Regions from separate parts of the Mus musculus genome. Here region 2 is linked to region 1. A link is a contact called in public Hi-C data. All regions are on one chromosome and are shown on one strand. Each heading gives the region's core, a stretch centred on a gene start, on an enhancer-like site or on the middle of the called end of the contact. The rest is flanking DNA. Distances are from core to core; before and after follow the strand shown.

Region 1 (6,192 bases), core at 2,338-4,837:
AAAATGTCTTTGTTTAATTCAATTTAGTTAAGGGACCTAAGTAGGAAAAGGAAGTTGTCTTCTTCCTTTCTTTTTGAATAGAAATTGGGGAACATTTTTCATGATCTTATCTCTCTCCTGAGGAGTGGAACATCAAAGTGACCTTGACAAATCCTGTTGTAATCTATTTCTAAATCGACTGTCCCAAGAGACTTGTTCTGCCCTCCCAAGCTTTGTATTTTAGTTGAGTAAAAGGGGAAGAAGCCAATCATTGTCTACAATGCAAAATGCACAATGACAGCTAAATCTCAACCGAGTAACTAGAAAACCACAATTTATTAAGAAATCATATTTAAAAGTAATATTAACATATTGAAACAAGGCTTTTATAAGATCAGGAGGTTAACGATATCTTCTTATTCTGTAGAGTATATAAGATATTAATAAATAAGGTCATAAATACAACAATTATAACAGCAATTGATCGGCATGGCGTCCCTAAAGTTTCCTCACATCTAAAGCTAGTTAAAAATGGGATGTTGCCTGGTGAAATGACCAAATTCCCCTTTCTTCCCGGACTGGTTATGTTACAATTTCCTGTCCTTTCTACTTCCCATACTTGAGTGTGGTCTTGTCCACTCCTTCTGGAAAGGAGGAAAAGAATAGCCACCCTGATAGAATGAACTAACAGGGCAGCTGAAGTGAGTCTGAGCTCCCTCTGCAGATGAAGCCATCCATATTCACACTATCCACATCTAACCTTGTGAAGATTGCATAGAAACCTCCTGTGAGATAGGCACTGAGAGCCCACACCAAAGCATCAGAATCTTGGTGGCAAAGAAAGACAAGGATCGATAGAGAGCAGACAAGCATCATCTGGAAGACCCTGACCACATCCTACTACTGTATTTATGTTTAGTATTTATTATTGTTTATTAACTACTTCCTCAATCATGGTGGTATGATTATGCACAGAGGAATAGTATGAAGGATTTGTATTTATGTGTTTATAATGCAAAATGTACAAACATGGAGAGAAATTAGTAATAACTGTAGTTATCAAAGGAAACAAGCCTAATTAAAGAAATAGCTGCTCCAAAACCATATGCAACTCAAAGCCGAAAAAGACAATTCAAATTTAATGAATGCCTTTAATATTAATTACAGAATTCTTAACAATACTTTGGGAGAGCTCTCTTGGAGAATTCAGCTTACTGTTTAACAGTTTCTGACTAATTTTATTAACCTGTACATCTGAGAGGATCAACCCCCTCTGGGTTTAATTAGAAGGAAATTCAATTTGGATCTAAATGTCAACAGTGGTTACTAATTATGGCAACGCTCGGGACAGGATAGCCTGGCTGCAATCAGGCAGGTTCCTAGTAACATTAACGCCTTCTTTCTGAGTTCCAAGAGAGTTTGGATGTTTTAAAATAAATACAATTCAGCATGGGACACTGCTAATATCATGAGCCCCTACTGCTAGGTGCAGACATGCAGAAGTGGATGCCAAATTAAATTACAGGAATCTCTCAAACATATAGCTGAATAATAAGCAGCTACAAAACTAGGTCAGGGTTGAAAAGCTGGCTCCGAATGCCCCTCCCCCAACATGCAAAATAAATACCCCACTATCTCTGAATAGAAATCATTCTTTTGTTATGCCCTTTGTCAAGAATACATTATTGCAAAATGATATTTATTTCCACAATCTTCACAGCTGTGAGCACAACTAAATTAATCTTTCTAGAACTGATTTCATTTGCAATTTCATGATTACAATTATAAAATGTAAATTTATTACTTAAAAAAGAAATGATTATAAAAGACATAGATTTAAAAAAAGACAGTTCCTTATCTGTTGGCTTGTTTCACTTAATACTAATGAAATAAATAGCTGACTAACCCTGGGATAAAAACAAACAGTCTGAAGATGGTTGTAAAATATGGGAAATGAAAGCTAGGAAGACAATTTTAAAAAAGCAGCCCTTTTAATGCAGAGCATACAGGAATCATATGGCTTAAGGAAAGACCAGAACACTGCCTGTTGTTGCAGTGAGGTTGATACTCATGGTCAGCCTTCTGAAGTGTTTCTGTTGCTCCATGGCATTAAATACAAAACATACTTGGGTGCTACTGATCTTTCCCCACCTGCAGCTTTCAGTTTTATTCTCTTAAATGTTAAATGCTAGAAAGCCATTTTCAGACTGTTTAATATTGATGACCCAAATAATAGATTCATTTATAGAAATCCATATTTACAAGATTTCTTTTCTTTTTAGCAGAAATTAGTCAATAGATTGGTATTTTCTTCTTTAAATATATTGTTTCTTATAATTAATATCCACATGTCTACTGTGTGCAGTGAATTATTCTGGGTGCTAAGACATACAACAATGTAAAAGTAAGCATTATCCAATTATGCTAGTTAAAGCACTAATGACAGGATTGGATTTTTGTTTTATTTGGTTTTCAATAACCAGGAGAAAATAAACCATCTACCTTACAAAATGTCTTTATTTGCGTAACTTCTCTCCCAAACAAAAATAATCTATTTCTTAAAAATATCAATTTAATTTTCCCCATTTAAAAACATGACTTGTGAGTCCAGGCAAATACAATTAGCACATGCATTTTATTAAATATATTCAAGTGTCAAATGCCTATTTATGGAAAGACCACTAATGATAACTTAGGCTCAACTAAAAATGAATGTCAATAAATGGTTCTATAAGCACTTACGCTCATAATAGATGCAATAGCATCTCTGAATAAATATTAACATGTAAAACTGCTATTTATCATGTCAACGCAATCAATAGAGACCATATTTCTGGACTAGGAATGCATCAGTAATCTTTCTGCATTTGCCCGAAATCACAAAGCAAAAATGCAAGCACTGTCACAAGACATTTATTGTATTCAATTGGATCCAAACTGGTTGCTGTGGAAAAGGCAATTTAAGCTCGTGCAACAAAATAGTCTATGTATATATGAATAAATTATTTTTACTATGATTCCTTTCTATTTTCTTTACCTGCCTAAGATGCAGATTTTCAATAAGAGACTCCTACAGCTTAGTAGAGTGTGAGTCTGGTAGACTTCTGAGTCACTCTCCCACTCAAATCATTAGCTGCCCCCTCGATTATCATGAAGGATAATACACTGTTGAGGGTGTCTATATTGCTTCTTTACTGTTCACAGCTACAATCACCTCCATGAGAAAGGCAGACTTCTTTCCTTTAAGAGTCCATTTTTCTTTTTACCTCTGGGAGGCGTGATACCTCCATCAGGCTGCTGGGGACCAGCACCTTTCCACTACAGTCACTGCTTTCTGCAGTAGTTGCAATGAACATCTGCTGCTATCACACTGAGGCGGTTAGAGACTCATACTACTGTGTTTGGAAATAAATGAATTTGGAAAGGCCATGTCCATGCACACTGTACTTTGATCTCACTCCTCCTTCACTTCCCCTTCTTCTCTCTCCTTCTCCATCTCTCTTTGTCTCTCTATCTCTCTCTGTCTTAATATCTCTCTCTCCCTCCCTTCTCCCTCCCTCTCTCTCTTCAGCTTGCATACTACCCTAAGAAATTTGCCTTTCTTTGTCTTTCTCCAGTGTCTCTCAAAACACCAACACACTGTCCCTGGCACCATATCATCCCCTAGAGGGAGACAGGCATAACAAGTGAGCTTTGCTGCTTAATTGTAAAGCTTTGAGGTCACTTTAAAACTAGTATTTAATGACTTGCTCTCCTTTGCTAAGGGTGCCCTTGAGATAATTTTCATAGAGGCATGCTGTTATTAAACACCTGTTAGATGCTAGATTTCTCAGAAGAATGAGACACACTCTTTATAACTTAAGTAAACGAAATAAACAAGAACAATGGTATTAAATGCCTGATGGACATTATAATAGGACATGCTTCTTACACTGGTTTTAAACTGTAATTTACCAGGTCATATTATTCTGAATATTATATTACAAATTCGGAGCAGGTGTTTAAAGCTATTTTCCTACTTGATTAGATGTTAACTCATTCTCTCTGCATAACTGAAGCTTTGCTTCAGATCTTCTGATAACAGAAACGGAAGCTGGGAAACCACAGCTCAATAATAAGGTGAATGGAAAAAGAGTTGGTTTCCGTCTCTCGCAACTGCTTTCCTTCATGTGTTCCACTCAAAAAGAAAAAGAGAGAGTGTGCGTTCTCGATTGTACCAACAACCATGGCATAAAGGCTAAGCACACCTGACTGCTTTGCACTCCCTAGTGGCATAAAAGCTTCAGTTTCGAAAGGTTTTCAAGTAATCTAAATTTTTAAAAATTTTCTCTAAGACCATAAGTTGCAAGTCAAGACTGTGTGAACTCATAACGCCACGTAGTCCGTTGAAATTGTTCTAACAACTAACATGGTGATGTTCCAAGGAAAACTGCAGTTGTCAGATGTCCTTGAATGGCAGCCTCACATGCTCCTCAGAGAAGCTGAGTCAGTTTCATGGACAAGGGTCTAAGTGAAGAGAAAACATCTGAAGCACCTGCATAGGAAGGCAGGGCAGGCGTTGGAAGGATCTCCCTTTCTGCCCTTACCCTTGACCTTAACCCTTGGGTTCGGTGACGCAGAAGAGCCCTCACATTTCACTCTAGGATAAAGAATATTCTAGAATAACAACTTTCAAGGTGGGCTGCGCTGTGGATAAAACATCCTTGGACAGACTCAAGATGCTGGGCCTGTGAGGTCATGCTGAGGTAAATGGCATGAGCATTTTTGCTGAAAGATTTTCCAGGCTTCCTGAGTGACACCGAAAGGTCCAGATGCACACAAACCACTTGCTGGCCTCCCCTCCATGCTGCCCTGGACTGTAGGGAGAGCTAACTCTGACTATGGGCAGACACTGAGTTTTCACACTGTGGACACAAAAGAATCTGCTTTGGAAATTTTTAAAATAATGTGCTCATAATTAATATCATTCTCGTTAAATGGGGCATTGAATTACAGGGTAGTCAATAATCCTACTGTAACCACTCAGGACCAAAAACAAATGTAATTTTATTCCTTTTTACACCACTGAGCATTTTTTAAAGAAACAGATCATCCTGTGTAGTTTGTGCAGGATTGATTCAACTAGATATTGTAACCTATCAACGACTCCTGAGACTTCTGTTTATAATTTTTACTTAGGTAAATCCTGATTAATTTTCTCAGCAGGATGCATTCTTTGCCTACATGAATAGTAAGCTCTCATTCACTTCTCTCAGTGATATGAATTTGGACCATAAGCTTTTTCACATCGAAAGGTCTATAAAATATCGCTGCTGTATTATTTTCAGAGTTCTGCATTTCCAACCTGCCTGGTCAAGAGATTTGTTAGTCTTCAGCACTGAATCTGAATTATTAGCAAATAAGGAAGCCGAAAAACAACAAAAGGGCCCACAACCCTGATCTTATCAAAATAATTATGAACCTTAATGTTCCACTAGGCACCAGGAGAAAGACAATGTGGTACAAAGGCGCACAGTAATGGAAATAGACAGAAGTAGGCCAGCGCTCTGCTTTTAACAGTAGATACTTACTGCTGCGGAAACTACAAGACAATGAAAGACTGCCCAGCCAAAAATGAGATTTTACTTTGTGTCTCAACTGTAACGTGCTTATAGCATAACGGAAAGAAATGCTCATTTCCTAGGTGTCTTTTCCCACAGGCACATCGTCACTTGGAGCAGGCAAACAGTAACCACACATGGAGGTGTGGCTTCAGCCAGTGCAGTAGGAATGCGCTTCCTGTGTGTGCTTTCCTCTTGTAGTCATTGCACAGCATCACCTTACTTAACGGCTGGTTATTTAATATGTCTATGGTTTGGCTATTGAACATTTGGGAGATTGATTTGCTATATAAAAGCATTTCTTCTCATAAAACTTGGCTGTAGCTCTATGATTCTTCTTTCTTTAAATTCGAGTGATAAGTTGATAAATAGAAAATAACTGATGAGTGCATAGTAGGTGCTGTTTGTGGAAAATAAGCAAAAGAGTGCATGAATATTTATTTCATCATGAGCCATTTTGACAATGGTAATTTTCATCCCAGCTTGGAAGGGTGTACAAGCTGAGCTTCCCTAATCTGAAAATCCAAACTCAAAATGGTATAAGATCTGCGATGTCTTAAACTAACATAAAACAGGTGAAAAGTTTATATCAGCAAACACTTTCACATGCAAA
Region 2 (6,559 bases), core at 451-2,950, 310 kb after region 1:
AAGAATTGATGTTAGCAAAGGACAGGGGCTTTCTACGTTCTGTTACTTAAGGCTAATGCTTCTGAGGGGTATGTCAGTCTTGGGTTTACTTCTACATAGTGCCTTGCACGTGAAAGCCTCTCAAATCAGCCTTTCTTTATTGACTTAGAGGATAAACGTTTGGGGGATTCTTGTGTGGTGAGAAAGACAGTCTCTCTGCTCCATTGACTATAGCAGACACCCTTGGGTTGGCTGCCATTCCCTCCTTCTCTTTAGTGAGCTTCAGGTTAGTGTTGGATGTATGGTGCTGCAGGAGGGGAAACGATGCATGTGCTTCTGGTAAAGCTTTTGTTTGCCTCAAGGCATTGGAGGCATAGCTGTTTACATTTTTTTCCCCAATTTCTTGTCTGGATAAACAGGTAGTGTCTGGGTTGCAACAGCTTCTTTTATATAAGACAACATAAGATAAGAAAGCAATGATATTTATTGCTCTTCACATCTTTAAATTTCAGAAATGAACCAAGGAACCATCCATCCATCTGCTTCGGAACGTGTTCCACACTGGTTTAAGCCATGTGGCTAGATGTTCTTCTACTAGACTAATAAAAACATTCCTGGCTTATGTTTCAATGGACCGGAGAAGCAGAACTTGCACTTCGGTAAGTCCTGAAGACCTTTAGTTACAAGGAGATTTGGTCTCGAAAAGAAGTCAGAATTCTCAGGCGTGATGGTATTCTGGATATGCTCTGCTGCTAGCTATGGTATTAGCAAAACAAAAGATGTTCTTTTCTAAGCTGTGCTCAATAAAGAAGGTGATGGACAGTTAGCAGAGAGGACACACATCAGCGTTAGACTTTTTAGATGTAGAAACAGGAAACCTGGTTCATCTCATAACAGAGAAATGCGAGCTTAGTCCACACAATGCAGTGCTACATAGGAACACACTATGGTGAACGGAAAACTGTGGAAGCCACTGGGGTGCCCTGAACCCAGGGGAGAACAGCAAAGTGGAAGGCTGAGGCAGACCACAGAATTCACTTCCCTTGGGTCCCAGCTGAACAGCCGGCCAGTTCTCATGCACACCAAAGCTCAGCTTTCTCATTGTAGGGTAATGTGTGATTATTGACTTTATTATGGCATATTCCCCAAGAAAAATGGGATTGGCTATTCAAGTGAGCAATAGTGAGTAGTAAACAACATTTGTTAATACCAAATTGTAGTTTGAACTGAGGGCAATTGTCATACTCCACAAATGCAGAAGAGAACTCTCATTACTTTCTTACAGATTTGTTGACAGTGCTGAGAAATACTAAAACAAGTACTCTACCAATGCTGAAAAGCAGTCTCCTTTCCCTTTATATATTGAGACAGTGTCACATTAAGTTTCCTGGGCTGGCAGTGAACTCTCCATAGCCCAGGCTAATAAGAGCTGCAGATCTTCCTCCTGTCTTGACCTCTGGGGTAGCTGGGATTGTGGCTCTGCATCACTAGGCCCTTGTTCTAAGTGAATGCAGGTGGAACAGATGGGCAATGTTTAATGTGGAACAAGGCATCCAGTTGAAGGCTTCCTGTGTGCTTGGGGTTATGAACATTGTCCCCCTGGCTTATTTCTTGCAGCCTGTGGTTGAAAGGTTAGCTCACATAGTCTTAGCACTTTCAGACTCTGAGTCTACAAGCCCATGGTGGTTGGTTGATGTCCCACAACAGTCTCTTCATCTGTGTTAATTGGGGAACTATTTGGGCTATTTTGGGTTCCAGCACATTCACCAGCAGTGGTGACTACTCAAAGCCAAAGTCATTTAGCCAACAGTACTAAAAATACCTTTGGTTTCAGCCAGTCAATTTTCTTCTATTTTCACAATTAGTGGCTCTGCCTGGAAACTGCCTGCCAGCATGCAAATCTCCTCCTGGTGCTGATGGAAATCTGAGAATGTGCTAAGCTGTGGAAGGCTTAAGAGCAACATTATTCATTCACTATTTGAAATATTTAAACAAATGGAAATCAAAAAAAGAGATGAAATCTCATTATAAGAAATGAATGGCTGCTTTCTGCGCTCTCTACAGTACAGTCTCGATACCATTTACATAGCATTTGTAATATTAATATTATCGGCATGAAATAAATCACATCCTTCACTTTTACATTTTTAATTACATTTTACTGCATTTGTTCTTTTGTTTATAGTTAACTAATAAAATATTTATTACATATTACATATATGATGGCATTTCTGTATTTTAATCAGATTTTACACATAATCTTTTCTCCCTCTTTTAGTATCTTTTTTATGACCCTACACACCACAGGATGTTGTTTGGTGGAGAACCTCATTATTTTTTAATGCATGGCTATTTATTAATGTATTGTGTATATAACACACTATGCATTTCTTTGAATTGATGAATACATTTACATCCACTTGAGAATGAAAATTCCCCTAAGGGCCAATCTCACATTTCTCTCGCTGTGCTGCCAGAAGCGGGATCCTGATTGTTTTTCTTATTTTGCTGAGGAGTGGAAAGCAAAAAGGGGAGAAAAATACCAGATTGGGGGAGGTGGGGAGGAAGGGGAAATATAGTGAATCTTGTTTTAATTTCAAATTTCTGGAAAACCATTCTTCTAAAGTAAAAAAATTAATGCCTCATTGCAAAAAAAAAAAAAATTTGAGAGCATGCAATTAATTTACCTCCTGTGAAATCTTATAAGCAATATGCATTATTTTTGATCATTTGATCTGGCATGGCATGGCTGGAGCAAATTATCTGCTTTTGTGTTTATTTAATGCCTCCCTCTCCCGTTCTACCATATTATCCTTAAACATTAATTGGAGGACCAGAGAAATGCTCAATTAGCTATGTTTGCAGGTATTACAGGACATTCTTTCACAGATGTAGCAAGCATGACTTAAAAACTCACTACCAACCACTCCAGTTGTGCAGAAGGTAAGATCTATATTAGGCTGCAGATTTAGCAAGAGAGGAATGATCCCCCGCCCCCACCCCCCATGCACTGTGAATTGACTGCAAAGGTAGAATTGTTCTGAGGCATGCAGGGTGGATCTAAGTCAAGCATCATGATAGACATCAGAACACTTATCTGGGTTCTCTTTGGAGCAGCACAGAACAGTAGTTACTATCAATGGATAGAAACACAGAGCATAGGAGCCTGGGAGAGTGGAGAGCCAGGGGAGGGAGCAGCAGTACAACAAGCAGCCAGTTTATTTTCTTCTGTTCTCTTCTGAGAACTTTTCTCTGGAAGCTACAGAGATGAAATATGTAGAAGCAAAGTGTTCCTCCACTGTGTTCTCCTTCTGGCCACCATTGAAACTCTTCTGGCTATCATCACTGCCAGTACTGTTGGAAGCCTTTCCAGCCTCAGCATTTCAAATGCTTCTGTTTTAAAAGGTTCCCACATGATATGGAGAGGGTGTAGAATGAGACTTAGTCACCTCTAATTTCACTACATAAATGTATACATGGTGATTATGTATGCAGAAAATTCAATATGAAATGTTTCCTATAATCAACATTTCTAGAGTAACTGTCCCCATCTACTTGTAGAGAGACACAGAGCACATTTATCAAGTATCAACATCTTCTAGGCAACAGGGCTCCTATGAGTGTCCTTGTAGGATGGATGGTGAGCTCCTTCAGCAAAGGGAGCACACATGGGACACAGTTGAGACAGTCTTTCTCTAAAGCTACAATGATTTTGCACAAGCACGTAAGGATATTCTCAGGGTGAAGACATAATTGATGCCTTTCTTCCCAGATGTGTCTTGTGGCCTGCTGGTGGCACACTTCTCAGTACAGCTATGAATGTGGCTCAGCAATACACCTGTTGCTACATCATTTCAGAATGTCAGAATGTTAGATACTCCAACAGAAAAGCTATGAGAACTTGGGGTGGATTTCAAGTGAAGGACAAGAAAGCATAGTTGGAGATAAACATATGTAATGTTTTGAAAAATTTATGAGTTTGGGTGTGGGTCAAAGGATCTCTTCGGCATTTAGATTGATTTATCAGAGCCTGTTTCCTGATCTAGATAGAGTTAACTTGACAGCAGTTAGCTATCACCACCCTTCAGAGATTTACCTGGACACTAAACATTTTCATCTCCTCTTTCTTTGTTGTTTACATTTGCCCTCTCCCCCTCTAATTACATCCCTTCCTTTCTCTCTTGAAATCTCTCAAGGTTTTGATTCATTCCCTTTAAACAAGGTTAAGGCATTTTTCCACCTGCCATTCATCTCCTTTTATCCAGTGGACTATAAATGTATAGCAACAGAGCAAAGACATCTAAGTAGAAATGTCCTGCTATCTATGTTTTTCTTAACACTGAAGTAAATACTTTTCTGTCTAATTTGGTACCAAAGTCTAGTCTCAGAGTATCTGCACTTTTCAGTGCTTACACTATTGGGGGTACAGGGTATGGTTTATCTCTTCTCTCTTTCCTGTGACTGACTCTATCTCTGTGTCTGTCTCTATCTCTGTGTCTGTCTCTGTGTCTGCCTGTCTCTCTCTCTCTCCCTGATGAGGCCCTTTCTTAGCTTGGGGGAAAGTTGCTGCCTTAGTCTTAGTCTCCCTCAGAGCAGGACTTCTCCCAGTTAGGCAGTTTGCTAACTGTATCCTTGTCCTGAACTTTGTTTCCCTGGGATTCATGACTGAGAAAGTAGCTCAACTTTACTTTACTGCTGTTAACAATTGTGTCCTCCAGAGTTTGCAAGTAGATAGTAACCATGCTTGATTCATGGCTACAGGTGCAGTATTTCTCTCTACAATTTGACTAATACGTTTATCTATTTACAGTCTGTCAGTCTCTCTGTTACTCTGTCTACCTTTCTCTCTGTCTGTTACTCATTTTCCACTTGCTTTTAGTAGTGAAATATTTCATTTCTTTTCATTTTTTTCCTAGTACCAGTGGAAGATTCTCTGTACCACCACCACACAGGCATTATGCTAGTCATATCGCTACCTGAATAGTAAGTCATAATAAAAATTAGGGCTTTCTTGCTTAATATCATATTGAACTTCACTCCACTGCTTTCAGAATAGCTGTTGGTATCAGGACTTCCAAAACCTGTGACAGCACATAGGCGGGACCCACAGACCTATTGCCAAGGCAACAGCCACCATATTCCCAGAATCCACTTGGCTCACTTCCCACTTTTACCTGTGTTAAGACATCACCCATATATAAAGAAACTCCCCTCCTCGATCTCTCTCTCCCCCCTTTCTCTTTCCACCACCACTGTGCCCCTCTCTCTCCCAGTAAACCTCACATGACACTGTTTGGACTGGGGTAGTTCTTCTGAAGACGCACGACATTCAAGACCATAACAATAACTTTCATTTCTAAATATGTGCTTTTAAATTCTCACAAACCACATCTTCCCATCTTCCGAAGCTCTTTATCCACAACATAGGGGAAGGCAGTGACCTTCTGCCTAGTAACTATGTCATTTCCAGCTCTGTGCATGCTTTCATCATAATGGCTTTTTTTTTTTTTTTTTTTTTTTTTTTTTTTTTTTTTTTTTGGTTTTTCGAGACAGGGTTTCTCTGTATAGCCCTGGCTGTCCTGGAACTCACTTTGTAGACCAGGATGTCCTCGAACTCAGAAATCTGTCTGCCTGCCTCTGCCTCCCGAGTGCTGGGATTAAAGGCGTGTGCCACCACGCCCAGCCATAATGGCTTTTGAATTTCAGTTTCTTTAAGTATCTTTTCCCTTGCTCTGTGCTGTCATGTCACCTCCATAGACTTCTGGGACAGTGTTTTTGAGTATGCTTTCTAGGAGTACTGTCTAACTCATATCAAGATCAGAAAGGTCATGAGAGCCAACCTGTTTAAGTTGACTCCACTCTTTGTGTCAATGTGTTATGGGTATTCAAATGTATGGTGCTATTAATGAACACAGTGACCTTCTTCAAACTCACTAAATGTATCTGATTCAACATAAATGTTTGTCTGTCTTTTGTTTTGCTTAAAAAATCAAACAAATAAACCAAAACCAAAGAAAGAAAGAAAAAAATTACTGAGCATTACACCTACGCTTTCATTCATGAGAAACAAGAGCTCTACTACTCAGCTACAGCCCTAGCTCATAAATGCTCTTATTTCACATCAGAACATGGTTCAAGAATGAAGTTATGTGGGGGTAATTCTGAGTGCTTGACAAATTTTCAAGAAACCAAGAGAAGAGACTTGTGACTTCATTTTCTTCTGAAACATGAAATTCTTCTTGGACTGTTCTTTGGTGACCCTCCCAGGTTTGGTTTAGATTATTCATTGCAACTGGCTATTGTTATTTGTTTATATTCCTCTATGGAAAAATGTATGTTTGCCATGGGCAACCACCCACATGAAGCCCTTTTGATTATACACTTTACCTTGTGACTCTTCTTTTTTATTATTATTATTTTTTATTACATATTTTCCTCAATTACATTTCCAATGCTATCCCAAAAGTCCCCCATACCCTCCCCCCCCACTTCCCTACCCACCCATTCTCATTTTTTTTGGCCCTGGCGTTCCCCTGTACTGGGGCATATACAGTTTGCGTGTCCAATGGGCCTCTCTTTC

The links. Hi-C and Micro-C count contacts between places; a contact is called where the count stands out from the background.
Region 2: a Hi-C map of the CH12 cell line shows a contact between it and region 1, with 4 times the contacts expected there. The contact joins two enhancer-like sites. A contact is called at or near these places in 6 of 484 Hi-C or Micro-C datasets (B cells, the CH12 cell line, the MNK3 cell line and 3 more) and 1 of 115 datasets of contacts at active chromatin or transcription factors (memory CD8 T cells).

The regions. Positions count from the first base shown.
Region 1 is chr4:6,898,199-6,904,390 of GRCm38.p6, forward strand. All of the region lies in intron 1 of Tox (thymocyte selection-associated high mobility group box), which reads right to left. Among named protein-coding and RNA genes, the nearest start is that of Tox, 90 kb to the right of the region's middle. Within about 2 kb of position 3,588, at least 45 of the 459 cell types and tissues checked have an H3K27ac peak or open chromatin away from gene starts, as enhancers often do. A contact at or near this core is called in the CH12 cell line, where this site is marked.
Region 2 is chr4:7,213,516-7,220,074 of GRCm38.p6, forward strand. Gm33646 (a long non-coding RNA gene) reads left to right here. Exons shown (of 6, transcript XR_390373.1): 5 at 492-638; 6 at 1,845-2,071. Among named protein-coding and RNA genes, the nearest start is that of Gm33646, 25 kb to the left of the region's middle. Within about 2 kb of position 1,701, at least 7 of the 459 cell types and tissues checked have an H3K27ac peak or open chromatin away from gene starts, as enhancers often do. A contact at or near this core is called in the CH12 cell line, where this site is marked.